4 separate regions of the Mus musculus genome follow, and all the other regions are linked to region 2. Evidence: chromatin contacts called from public Hi-C data. All regions are on one chromosome and are shown on one strand. Each heading gives the region's core, a stretch centred on a gene start, on an enhancer-like site or on the middle of the called end of the contact. The rest is flanking DNA. Distances are from core to core; before and after follow the strand shown.

Region 1 (3,141 bases), core at 178-2,677, 510 kb before region 2:
AGATGCTCCGATGATCCTTTATATGACCTTGGAAGAGAGAGCATAGAAAAAGAACAGGATAGAGGGCTTGTGTGAAGCTCTGGAGGGGATTACAATGGATCTGGACCCAAGAGATTTTCCATAGCTACTCAGCACCGTGGGGCTTGGATGGACAACAACCCAAGACTCTTCCCTCTTGGCCCGTGTGCTTCCTTTTCTTTCACTCTTCATGGCTTGAGAAAACAGCTGCCCCTTGTCATCTCGTTAAAAATTCATCTAATGTGGAAACAGGAAACGACTCTGGTTCTGAGGCAGTGAAACTGGGTCCCCTTGAGCAGGTGGCTTGGACACACCCACACTAAGAGGCACTGAGAGAACAGATGGGCCTCAGGAAAGCAATATTAAACCCGAGCAGGGTCTAAGGAAGGGCTTTGTAGTTAAATCATGTTAGAGCAAGTTTGGTTCCAAGGGTCTCGTGACCCTTCTAAGCACACTCACACATCTGGATATTGGATTGAATCCCAAAAGAAATGCATCCTTGAGGATCATCTAGGGACAGGCTTTTGAACGAAACAAGAGAACCGAATGATGAATTGTCATATGGTTGATGTTGACCAGGTGTTCATCATTAGAAGGCTGAACAAGATGCAGGCCATAAACACGACCCAGCATTAGGAGAAATGTGGATGCTTTTGCTTAATTACTTTCAACTCAGTGCCAGTCCAGGGTCTGGGATGTGGTAGGTTTTTTACCACGATTTGCTGACTGAATAGATGGGCTCTTGTGAAACTGCATGACTGGGAAAAGTCTCACAAGCCACTTATGCGTCTGGTTTGGAAGAGGGTTGGTGGCAAAATACAAGATTCTTATAAGCGTTTTGACATCAGGCTGGCCCAGCTGACGTACCAGCTCGAGCACCACCCAAATTCAAGGCAGGAAAAGGCCTGGTGGAGGTTTTTATGGTTGAGGGTTGGGTTTTGGATTGTGATGGTGGACTTCCAGCTGTGTTGAACCTCTCTCTTCCCACTGAAATGCTACCCATCATACACACACACACACAAACAATCTGGAAGGAATGACGTCTCATGAATAGTTCGTAGGTCTCTGGGAAGCACTTCTCCTACCACAGAGCTGATGGGATGGGATTAAGAAATAAGTGTCATTGACCTTAAAGAAAAATAGAGCCACTTGCATAGCAGAATGTTTTGCTTCCTGTTGCTTTGGTTAGTTTTCTAAATAAACAGCCCATTTCAAATTCTTCCCACTGCCCGTCTATACTTCTCTTTCTCCATCCTTTTGATAAACATGCTCAGAAACAGAAACAGTTTTCTGTGGGCAAATGCTAAATTATGTTTCGATATTTGGAACTGTGTAAACTCTCCTCTGCACTTATATCCTGTCCACACAGTGGCTGATGCTGGTGTTGCAGTTTCCGCCTAGCTGCTGAGCAGAGGGAGCTGGGAGCTGGGTTGGTTACTTTCCTGTTGTTCTGACAAGATGCCTCCCAGGGAGCAAGCCAGGGGAGGAAAGTCTTCCTCTGGCTCATAGATTGAGGGAACACGCATGCTAATGTGGTATATTCATGTGAGTGTCTATGTGTCAGCTGAATGCCTGTGCATTTTTAGAGACAGAGAAGGCATCTTCTATCCCTCTAGCCTATGATTTTGAGACAGCATCTTTCCCTGATCCTGCAAGCTCTGAGTTTTCAGCTTGGCTGGAAGCCAGCAAACCCAGAGATCTCTATTTTGTCCCACTCAGAGCTGGGTTTACAGGCATCTGCAGGTTGCCTGGCTTGTTACACTGGTGTTGGCATCTAAACTTTTTCCCTCATGCTTGAACAGCAAGGACTCAACCTCTAAGCCACCTCTCCAGCCCCTCCTCCTGTATTTTACCTTTTTATTCAGTCTAGGATTCCAGCCTATGGGATAGTATCACCCACATTCAGAGTGGGGTGTCCATTCTGTCAAACCTCTCAGGAAATGTATTCACACACATACCCAGAGATGTATTTCCAAATCCAACCAACTTGGCGCTAGCATTGCGTAAGCATTTATACTTCAAAGGGGGAGAAGTACGGGTATAACAAAGAAATAGTTGGGCCACAACAAGACCAAAACTTAGCATGGTAAATATCAGTTTCTGTAGCTCCATGTCCAGCACTGGGGGCTCTGAATGGCATCATCTGGGTTACAACAGACTTGGGTGGCCCCACCCTCCTACTTCCGCTGCCTGCAGTGCATGTAGCTTCTTTTGGGATGGCTCTATTCTATTCCTGCAGCCTGTGGCAGTTTTGTGCAATGGTCTGTCCAGGCATTCTCACAGGGAATCGGATCTTGCTATACATTGCCTGGCCTCAGTGACTTCCTGCAGCCTCAGTGCAAGACTCCAGGACACTGGTGACTCCCATGCTTTTCATGCTTTCAAACTGTCAGTGATGCTTCTACTGTCAGCTTGGGACACAGTATTGTCCCTTTTCAGTCATGGCTATAGCAGTCTCTGTGTGCTTTGGTGGCTGAATCTGAGATTGCTTGGCAGCAGGGAATTCCCACTTGGAAGCAATTTCAGTTAAGGCTCTTTCCTTTTAAATGAATTTGCATTTCTGAAACTTAGAGGCTTTAATGGGTGGGATCTTGCTCTCTGGGCATCTTTCCTATCACCCCAGGACAGAGAATGTGGTTTCTCTTTAGCGGTGCAAATCTTTTTAACAAGCACAGCAGCTTTCTCTGCACCAACTTTGTAACTTGAAACTGGCTGTGGTGGTTAGAATGAGAATGGCCCCCATACGCTTGTATATTTGAATGTTTGCTCTCCAGTTTGTGGAACTGTTTGTGAAGGATTAGGGGGTGTGGCCTTGTTGGAGGAGGTGTGTCACTGGGAGTGGGCTTTGAGGTTTCAAAAGCCCATGTTATTCCCTGTTAGCTCACTCTCTGTCTAATGCTTGTGGATTAGATGTAAGCTCTCCACTATTGCTCCAGCACCATGCCTGCCTGCCTGCTGCCATGATGATCATGGACTCTGACCCTCTGCAATTGTGCATCCCAGTAAACTCCTTCTTTTGTAAGTTGCCTTGGTCATGGTGTCTCTTAACAACAATAGAAAAGTAACTAAGACACGTGCTCATTCTTTTCTCTTTATCAAATTGCATATTTTTTTCATTTATTT
Region 2 (2,964 bases), core at 370-2,869:
GATATAATTAAAAAATAATTTAAAAGTAACAAAAGGACAAAAATATTCACAACTCATATGGAAGACTGGGAATTGATCACTCACCTTGGCATATAGTAGTGGGAAAATTTCAAGGGTCCTCACTAAAAGGTTGTGTCAGAATAGAAATCTAACAACATATTACTACTTTGAAGTGTCATTGCAAAAATGATTACTCAGCGCAACTGAGAGCATACCCAGCTGTACTTTCCTCTACATAGATTCCCCACATGTGCAGAAGCAGAAGCTCATGTGTAGGTACTTCACTTCCAAGTGACTTCTAGAAGAAAGAGTGGCATACAGCCAAGGAAGTGCACAGAGGAACTCAACAAAAGGAGCTCATCCCATTGAAGAAAAGCAACCCTTCATCTTACCAGAACTCCCACGGCCAAAATCCACACTTCCATCTCCAACATCTCTAACGATTTCCTCATACCTAGCCAATACATGGGTGCATTCTTGGTGGACCTCATCCTAGAGGGATAGGAGAGCTTGTTGCCTTTAATGCATAAACCTTGGTGACTCTTGCCTTGTGACTATTGTGACCATGCATGGAAGTATCAAGGATCACTTTGGTGAATCCCCTAGGTTTCTGGTATATTGTGCCTTGTTTCCACTCTATAGCAACAAGCCTGGTGCCTCTACATATCCAGAGTCCGTTATCCTCATCAGGATAAACTGAGGTCTTTGTCTGTTGGTGAATGATAAAGGGTGCTTGTGACAAAATGGAAACACAGTTTGAAGCTTAGTGGAAATCTTCCAGTGTCTCTTGATAGAAGTATGCTCCAAATTGGAAGTTAGGATGTTGACGATAAGAGTCCAGAACATGGTTTTCTCAACCTGGGGACCGTGACCTTTTTAGCAACCCTCTATCTCCAAAAATACTATGTAACAATCATAACAGTAGCAAAATTACAGTTATGAAGTAGCAACGAAAATAATTCTATGGTGTGTGGGGGGAATCACCACAGCGTGAGGAACTGTATTAAAGGGTCGCAGCAGTAGGAAGGTTGAGGACCACTGGTCTAGAAATGAACACTCAGAAACACCATCCAACCAACACGACCTGGGACCACTTTGTAGGCAGCTACCTTAATCAGAGATCCCCAGAATGGGACCAGAGACAAAATTAATTTAGGAAGTGACTCTAGGGAGGAAGGACAAGTGACAGGAGGAAATGTCTACATGAGGACACTTGGTGAAACTGGCCACTGCCTCAATGAACGGGTATTTAATAAAGGCATTTTGAAACTGTCACCCTAGACTCAGAGCTTACAGTATTTGCACCAGAATGTAGTTAAGTTTTTCCATTACATAAAGCTAAGTCACTTAGCGTTGCCAAAACTCTCTTTCTTTAAAGGCCCCCATCCTCTACATACACTGCAGGCTAATTTCATTTTATTGTCCAGGTCAAAGACATTTCCCTGTATCAGATGTCATTTTTTATTTTTCTTGCCCTGAACTTCTAAGTTGCTCTGCCTTGAAGCTCCAGTATTAGATTTCTTGTCAGTGCCAGGACTTTGACAGTCCTCTCTGTTTAGTGTTAACTTCCAATGGCTCACGTGGCGTCCCAGTTTCCAAAGACCTTTGCTCACTCCTCCTCTCATTCCTCCCTCCCACCCCATGCTCTGTGGATGGGTGTTGTGTTCCACTGGCCCCTTGGCCCATTAGTAGACAGAACACACTGTGATGATAAAAATCTTTGCCAAAAATTCCTGGCTATGATCACACGGAGCACTGAAGAAAAAAAAAAGCATTGTTTTTGGTTTTTTCAAATAAATTCTGACAAGCAGTAACCCTGAATATGAACTTCTTCTGAGAGCAGCTTTGTTGGTTGAAGACAGCACAGGATCAAGTCAGAAGATACAGGTTCAACGTGTGCCATTTCTCTCTGTAAAAACTTCAGTGAAGATGGGAGTCACAGGGCACAGGTGAAAGGGAGAAGGAGAAGGAGAGGGAGAGGGAGAGAAATGAGGAGGAGGGGGAGGCTGTCTCTTTAAGGCCAGTGGCCCTATCTGATTAGGTGTCAAGTCCAATGACCCATTTTGACTTAATTGTTTTCTGAAGACTCTGTCTCTACTACAGTCACATCCAAGCTTAAGTCTTCACCCTACATGTTTCAGAGGATAAAATTCATTCTGCAATGACTTCTGAGCTTCTTCAGGCTCAACCATTTCCAAGATGCTCTCTGAGCTACCCTTTAAAACAGTGGGTCTCAACCTTCCTAATTTTGCAACCCTTTAATGCAGTTCCTCATGTTGTGACCCCCAACCATAACATTTTTCATTGCTACTTCATAACTATAATTTTGCTACTGTTATGAATTGTAATGCAAATATTTTTGTTTTCCAATGGTCTAAGGTGAGCTCTGTGAAAGGGTTGTTCAACCCCAAGAAGGTCATGACCCACAGGTTGAGAACCACTGCTTTATTATTCAATATTTTCTTTATTTACATTTCCAATGCTATCCCAAAAGTTCCCTATACCGCCCGCCCCCTGCCCTGCTCCCCTACCCATCCACTCCCACTTCTTGGTCCTGGTATTCCCCTGTACTGGGGCATATAAAGTTTGCAAGACCAAGGGGCCTCTCTTCCCAGGCCAACTAGGGAATCCTCTGCTACATATGCAGAGAACCACTGCTTTAAAGGAGACCCACCTTCCCACACTAACACCACCTCCACTCACAAAGCCTTGCCCAGGGAAGGCTTGCAACCTTTGCTTTCCTCAGATTTCCCTGCCCTTCTCACTGCCAGGACAGTGTAAAACTCCATCTCCATTATGTCCCCTCAGTCCGAGCATACAGAATCTGCTTCTGGTCCTGTCATGGTCCAACCTCCTGTTCTGCCTATCTGCTTCCTGTTTCTAGTTCTAAACTTTCCTCTGACCCTACCCTCTTCCATAAACATCTACGATGAACATTCTAGTAATGTAACTCATATACTATCT
Region 3 (3,137 bases), core at 461-2,960, 260 kb before region 2:
TTTCATCTGTTTTTGAGAGCATGTGTTACTGTTCTGGCTAGTTTTATGTCAACTTGGTACAAGCTAAAGCTAGCTGAGAGGGAACCTCAGAGGGAAAAAAAAAGCCTCCATAGGATCAGGTTGTAGGCAAGCCTATAGAGAATTTTTTAAATTAGTTATTAATTCAGAGGGTATAGCCCATTGTGGGTGGTGCTACCCCAGGCTGGTTGTCCTAGGTTCTATAAGAAAGCAGATTGATCAAGACATGAGGAGCAAGCCAGGAAGCAGCACTCCTCCATGGCCTCTGCATCAGTTCCTGCCTCCAGGTTCCTGCCCTGTTTGAGTTCCTGTCCTGACTTCCTTTAATGATGCACTGTGATGTGGCCAAATGAATGCTTTCCTTCCCAACTTGCTTTAGTCACAGTGTTTATCCCAGTAATAGAAACCCTGACTAGGACAGCCCCGAGCCTTGAGCTTGCTGTTTCAGTTAGGCACAAGCTCCTAGAGGAACCATTCTAAGCCCTTAACACTGGGCTTATAGGCTTGATGTTAGGGATTTGAACTCAGGTCCTCTTGCAGTCATGGTAAGTGTTCTTACTTAAGGAGCAATCTCTCAACCCCCTTTCTTTGTTTCTGTTTGTTCTCAGGCTTGGCAAGTAAACTAGGAGCTCACACAGATCTTGCCAGGAAAGATCTCTACATTGACCTATAGTCTCAGCCCTTCTTATGCTTTTTAATACACTAATATCCCAGACATGTTGGGCCCAGAATTTCCATTTCTGGGTCTGAAACTGTGTATCTATCAGCTAGTGGTCAGCTTTTAACACCCCTACTAAAACTGTGGCCTCAGCCAAATAGTAAGCAATAGGTTTTAAACAGCATCACTGAAGATGCCCCAGCTCTAATGTGTGTGTGTGTGTGTGTGTGTGTGTGTGTGTGTGTGTGTGTGTTGGGGGGCAGTCACAAACTTTGTTTGCTACAGAGCTGTCCCAAGGGTTCTAAAGTGAAGAAGGAAAGGCAGAGAGGTATGCATTGGGCTGGTGTGTGTGTGGGGGCAACATGAAGCCTGGAAAGGAGAGGGATAATAGAGATAATAGGGAGATATGGGAGGGGAGAACGGGGGTGGGGGAGAAGACAGAAGAAGAGGGAAGAGGGGAGAGGAAGGAGGAGGTGGTGGGACAAGAGAGAAAGTTGTCAGGCAGATGTGGAAAAGAGTAGAAAGCAGAAGGCATACGGTGAGCAGGCTTTTCTAGCTGACACAATGGTAACTTCCCTACTCACTGGACAGCCTGTTATTTGTGGATTTGAGCTTGTTGGATCAGTACGTTTTATGATCTGAAATAATCTATTCAGAGCCAGTGTCTTGAGGAGAGGGTTGCCTACGGCTGGGATCTCAGTTCACTCTGCCAACAGGGCTTTGAGAAGCCTGTAAGGGTGTCACGGTATCAGGGGACCAAGAGGACTCGCATCTGGTGCTGAGTGAGGAATTGAGATTAAGTGGGGGTATCTGGGGATATAGATCCCCCTCCCCCATTGATGACCAGGCAATGTGTGCCCTAGAGAGAGCCTGGGGTTTTGGCTCTGCAGTTGCTTTGAAAGAAAGAAGCAGATCACTGCATGCAATTTATTATTTTTTAGGACATAATAGCTAACAGTTCTGAAAACACTCTGGCTGTGCTCCACAGCTCATCAACTCGCACAGCGCCAAGGAATGAAGGAGAAAGTCCAGATGTACCAGAGTGCTGCTGAGGTACGGGGTGCTGTGTTTCCTCTCCTAGGGACCTGGGGTAGTCCCCACCTGTACGAGCCCCTTGCACCAATAGCCTCAAGCTTCCTGAATAGTGTTCAGGTTTGATCAGATCCAATAGGAGTCCTAATTGTTGGTGTCGAGAAGTTATGGAAAGTTCAAGGGATGGGACAGACCGGAGGTTTGCCCTGTCTTCTTCTTTGCTGTGGCCTCGGGATGCCATATGGCTGCTGTGACCCTAGATGTGGCTCAGAGGTCTCAGCTCACAGTGTGGGCCCCTCTGTCTGTGCTCCTGCAGGCCTTGAGGGTTGCAGCCTTGGTGTCACCAGGAGGCTCCCAGACCCCTCAAGCTGCACAGCTGTGTGGCTGTCATATTGCCTGTGTTCCTTTAAAGCTAGTCACTGCCCTGACTGTGGGGGCAGAGCTTGGTAGGCCACACTGAACCAAATTCTTCCTTGTCATGCACAGGCCGACCACCACTCATCCACAGCCTGCAGCTCTTTTATTTGAGGAGACAGGTGGAAACAGACCTCCGGAGGGCCAGGCTATGGCCAGGTTCACACTTCACAGCCTTCGCAGCTGTTAGAACTTGGCAAGCCTCCAGAGGTGATCCACTCATGACAGCGTTCATGAAGTAGGATCCCTTTTCCCTTCACAGGGCGATCAGAGGGCTCAAAGAACACAAAAGTATTTAACCAAAGCTGAGAGCTGTGTACATTTGATGATCGTTATTGTGTTGAGCTGATCCTAGAACATAAAGAAGAGATGTGGGAGCCAAGGAAGGATTTCTTGTTCTATTCCCCTCCCTCCCTCCCTCCCTCCCTCCCTCCCTCCCTCCCTCCCTCCCTCCCTCCCTCCCTCCCTCTCTCTCTCTCTTTCTCTCCCTTGCTTCCTTCTGGAGCACCCTAGTATCTGCCTTCAGCCTAGAAAAACATGGAGGAATCAGACTTAGAACATACCATGGCATACAAATAATATTCTCTTAAATGATCAGAGCAAGCAAATATCTTGCCTTCTTCTAGAGAAAGAATGAGGAGATGCTACCTCATGCGGGGGTGGGGGGGGTGGGGGTGGGTTTGTTCAACAGCTTGGCCTTCAGCTGGGGCCACCTGCTTCACCTGTGACAAGTTGGATCCTAGGTGCCCCTTGCTTCTCTGTCCCCTCTTCTATCACTTGGCATGGCTGTGTCCATTTCTATGGACAGTCATGAGAACTACATCGAACCTGCCACATGATTTCCTAGGAAATAACCATCTCTAGAGTGAGAGCTTGTTAACCATCTCCCCTCCCAACCTCCAAGTGCATGCTGCACTGTCCCTGTGGGGAAGATGAACCCTGGGACTTGTATGGAATACCATATTCTCTCGGGGCCCAGAACTCATCTGCAATAGGGAAGATATTTTTAAGTTCT
Region 4 (3,254 bases), core at 724-3,223, 300 kb after region 2:
AGCCAAGCACTAACAAACATCCACTCACTGCTCTCGGCTTCCTGCACGTGGATACAATGTAACCAGCTGGCTTCCTGCACATGGATACAATGTGACCGACCAGCTAGCCTCCCGCTCCTCCCCCTCCAAGCCTCCGCCCACCCATCCCTTCATCCTCACCAAAAGCTGGGTCTGCATGACTGTCATATTTGCCCGTGGGATGGACAGAAGTGGTACCTTCTTGTTCTCACCTGAGCTCCCCCACTGGTTAGTAATGCCGAACATCTTTTCATGTGATGACTGCCTGCTTGAATTGCCTGCTCATAACCTATCATATTTTCCACAGTGGTTGATCTTTTTCTTATTGACTTGTATAAATTATTTATATATCCTGGACTATAATATTTCAAAACTCAAATGTGTAGTAAATATTGGGACAAGCTTTGTAAACTTCAAAGCCATATGTATATATATATATATATATATATATATATATATATCCACTTTGGTTTTTCCTAGTGTTTCATTCTACTCTTACATATGTCTTATCACCTTAACCAGAGCCCCCAGAGGACAGAGAACGTGGCTTCCTTATGTTTATTTATCCAGGGTAAGTGTTAATAGGAAGCAGCCTGGGATTATGGGGAAAATTATGGCTTTGAAAATAGAAATGTGGTTAATGCTGTCTGTCCCTCTGAGGAGCTGTTGAGGCTTGCTCGGCTGCTGCATCTTCCCAAAGCCTTACTTCCTTTGTTCTAAAATGGGAAAGAAACTTAAACAAAACAAAACAGCTCCCAGGGTTGTGTGAGGACCCACCTAATGTACTGCCAGGTCTTGGTAAGGGGCAGAGCGGATCCTAGATCTTCAATGGGCGTTAGCTGAACAGAAATACTAGATACACGTATCGGGGCTTAATTTTTAGAGACTGCTTCATAGCTTGTGTGTCTTGGGCTCTCCTTGGTGCTGCTGTCTATGAACAACCTTTCTCTCTAGCAGCTGAGCCCTTGTGTACACGTGGTGAACCTAAGAGAGATCTGGGAAAGGAGTCCAGCTTGTGGATGATGGCACTGCGGTATAAACATAGACCTGTCTTATTCTTGTCCTTGAATGCATCCCTTATCCAGTAATGCTTGTTGAAGCTTTACTTTGGACCAGGCCACCCTGGGCACTGGGCTTTAGCAGTCAAGGAGATGCAAGGAGCTCTTACTTCCAAAGGTCTTGCATCCCACAAACTGACCAAAACAGGAAGCAAGTAGACAAGTAAATTGTGGTTACATTTCACAACTCATGTCTGGCTCCGGCAGCATAAGCCTTGTGCCATAAGGCTAAGAACTGGGGGGTGGGAGCTTGCAGCCAGGAGATTGAGGCATCGTTTCCAAAATATGATAGTGAAGCCAAAATAAAAGACATGGGAGTGAGCAAGCTGACACTTGAGGAGTCGGAGCACTTCAAACAGGGTGACTAGACACAGATCCAATTCCAATTAAAAGCAGGAACTAACTGAAGCCACCGTTTTTCCCACTGCTTTTTAGTCTAACCCATGGCAAGGAAGAAAAACACCATGAGTCCCAAACAACTGGGAAAGCCATCTTTGTCCTCGTCCCCCAGATCATCCTGCCTAAACAATAGCTAACTGGAAATTTTCCAGTACGGGCTACCCTCAGCTAACTGGACAGTCTTCAGTATGAGCTACCCTCCTACCAATGTCCCTCCACGCCCCTGTTCCAGCTCTCCTACCCCAACCTGTAGACTGGGTCACAGAGGCTTAGCCTTGTTACTCAAGTAAAAGCTTTTCACCCCAGCCTCCCCCGCGCCATCTATAGGTGGGAACTGGCAGACCAGTCTGTGTGTATTAGCTGAGAACACCAGAGGATTGACTCAAGCCTGGAGGGGCGCCAGGTTTTCATTAAATCCCTTGTAAAGCAGCAGTACACTTCTGCAGGGCCACATCTGCCGAGGGAGCCATCTGGGATCCATATCACCGTGCTCCAACAAAACGCCAGCAGTGTGAAAAACCTCTCCCCCTCTGCTCTGCAGTGAACTGGAAAAGTAACATTGGTAATCACTTCTGCAGGCTCCATAATGACATAATGGGCACTGGCTGAAGCTTTGAACAGAGGCTGGCAGTCGCCACCGACAGGCTGGGTGGATTCATATTGTCTCAGAGAATTTAGGTCATCTCTCATGCTCATCTCTCTACCTAACAAATAACAGATAAAGAATTCCCACTTTGAGACATAGGAAGAAAAAATACTAATAATGGAGGAGTGCCTGCTGCTGCTGTTGCTGCTGCTGACCTTACAATTCAGGTATTGTTACACTTTTCTCACAGACGGAGAACCTGAGGCCAGAAGGACTAAATGGCTGACCCACATAAGCAAGCCACAAACACAGGTAAGAGGCTTGATTAAAAATCAGACCTGTGCCTCATTAACTTGAAAACCTGGGAATATTCATTCTACTGCTCAAAAGAACACAGAGTGGTACATAAACCATGGGTTGAGTAGCTTACTTTCATTTACTTATCTTTTGCCAACTATAATTCGAGAATGCAGTAAGCTGGACAGGATATAAGGGTGTCTTCCATACACAGACTCCTGGATCTCTGTGAAGCTGCTAAGTAGCAGTTAGTGCTCACAGTTGACTGAAGTCCCTACAACCTTCAGCTGATTGAGCTGGAAGGAAGGTTCCCCCCCCCCCGCCCCTGTTTAATCTTCTGTCTTCCTCTCCAAAGCTTAACCTACTCATCTTAAAGACAAATAGAGCCACACAACCTGTTCCTGATACCTGACCCCACATCTCAAAACAGAACCAACAGCCAGCATCCATTTCTGGGAGAGCATCTCCCAACATTGTTCCCATCACCACCACCATGTTGTCCTTTAGTGCAGAATGTGAGCAGTCCCATATAGTCGAAGAGTTAAATATTTTTGTTTTGAACCTGCAGGATGTTCTATAGCATTACATAGGACAAAGAAATGGAGCCTTCCTAAAGAGAGGCGCTTAGAGAAAACAATGGCTCCTACTAATACACACAACACAAATTCCCAGGCAGAAAGTAGCAGAAAAGAAAATAATAGAAAAACTAACAAACAAACAAACCTGCCTGGCCGTGGTGGCACATTCCTGGACAGCCTGAGAAGACAGACTCGGGGAGAGGGCAAGACATGGGGAGGAGGGGAGGAGAGGGGAGGGGAGGGGAGGGGAGGGGGGGGGGGAGGGGAGGGGAGGGGAGGGGAGGGGAGAAGAGAAGAGAAGAGAAGAGAAGAGAAGAG

Evidence for each region. Hi-C and Micro-C count contacts between places; a contact is called where the count stands out from the background.
Region 1: a contact with region 2 is called in a Hi-C map of uterus, with 5 times the contacts expected there. The contact joins two enhancer-like sites.
Region 3: a contact with region 2 is called in a Hi-C map of uterus, with 8 times the contacts expected there. The contact joins two enhancer-like sites. A contact is called at or near these places in 1 of 15 datasets of contacts at CTCF or cohesin (the NIH/3T3 cell line), 3 of 484 Hi-C or Micro-C datasets (nephron progenitors and uterus) and 3 of 115 datasets of contacts at active chromatin or transcription factors (embryonic stem cells, fibro-adipogenic progenitors and pancreatic cancer cells).
Region 4: a Hi-C map of uterus shows a contact between it and region 2, with 2.7 times the contacts expected there. The contact joins two enhancer-like sites. A contact is called at or near these places in 1 of 484 Hi-C or Micro-C datasets (uterus) and 1 of 115 datasets of contacts at active chromatin or transcription factors (fibro-adipogenic progenitors).

Annotation. Positions count from the first base shown.
Region 1 is chr4:106,166,182-106,169,322 of GRCm38.p6, reverse strand. No RefSeq gene overlaps it. Among named protein-coding and RNA genes, the nearest start is that of Gm30126, 44 kb to the right of the region's middle. Within about 2 kb of position 1,427, at least 11 of the 459 cell types and tissues checked have an H3K27ac peak or open chromatin away from gene starts, as enhancers often do. A contact at or near this core is called in uterus, where this site is marked.
Region 2 is chr4:105,654,901-105,657,864 of GRCm38.p6, reverse strand. No RefSeq gene overlaps it. Among named protein-coding and RNA genes, the nearest start is that of Gm29922, 190 kb to the left of the region's middle. Within about 2 kb of position 1,619, at least 22 of the 459 cell types and tissues checked have an H3K27ac peak or open chromatin away from gene starts, as enhancers often do. A contact at or near this core is called in uterus, where this site is marked.
Region 3 is chr4:105,911,009-105,914,145 of GRCm38.p6, reverse strand. No RefSeq gene overlaps it. Among named protein-coding and RNA genes, the nearest start is that of Gm29922, 67 kb to the right of the region's middle. Within about 2 kb of position 1,710, at least 11 of the 459 cell types and tissues checked have an H3K27ac peak or open chromatin away from gene starts, as enhancers often do. A contact at or near this core is called in uterus, where this site is marked.
Region 4 is chr4:105,351,165-105,354,418 of GRCm38.p6, reverse strand. No RefSeq gene overlaps it. Among named protein-coding and RNA genes, the nearest start is that of Gm40217, 34 kb to the right of the region's middle. Within about 2 kb of position 1,973, at least 18 of the 459 cell types and tissues checked have an H3K27ac peak or open chromatin away from gene starts, as enhancers often do. A contact at or near this core is called in uterus, where this site is marked.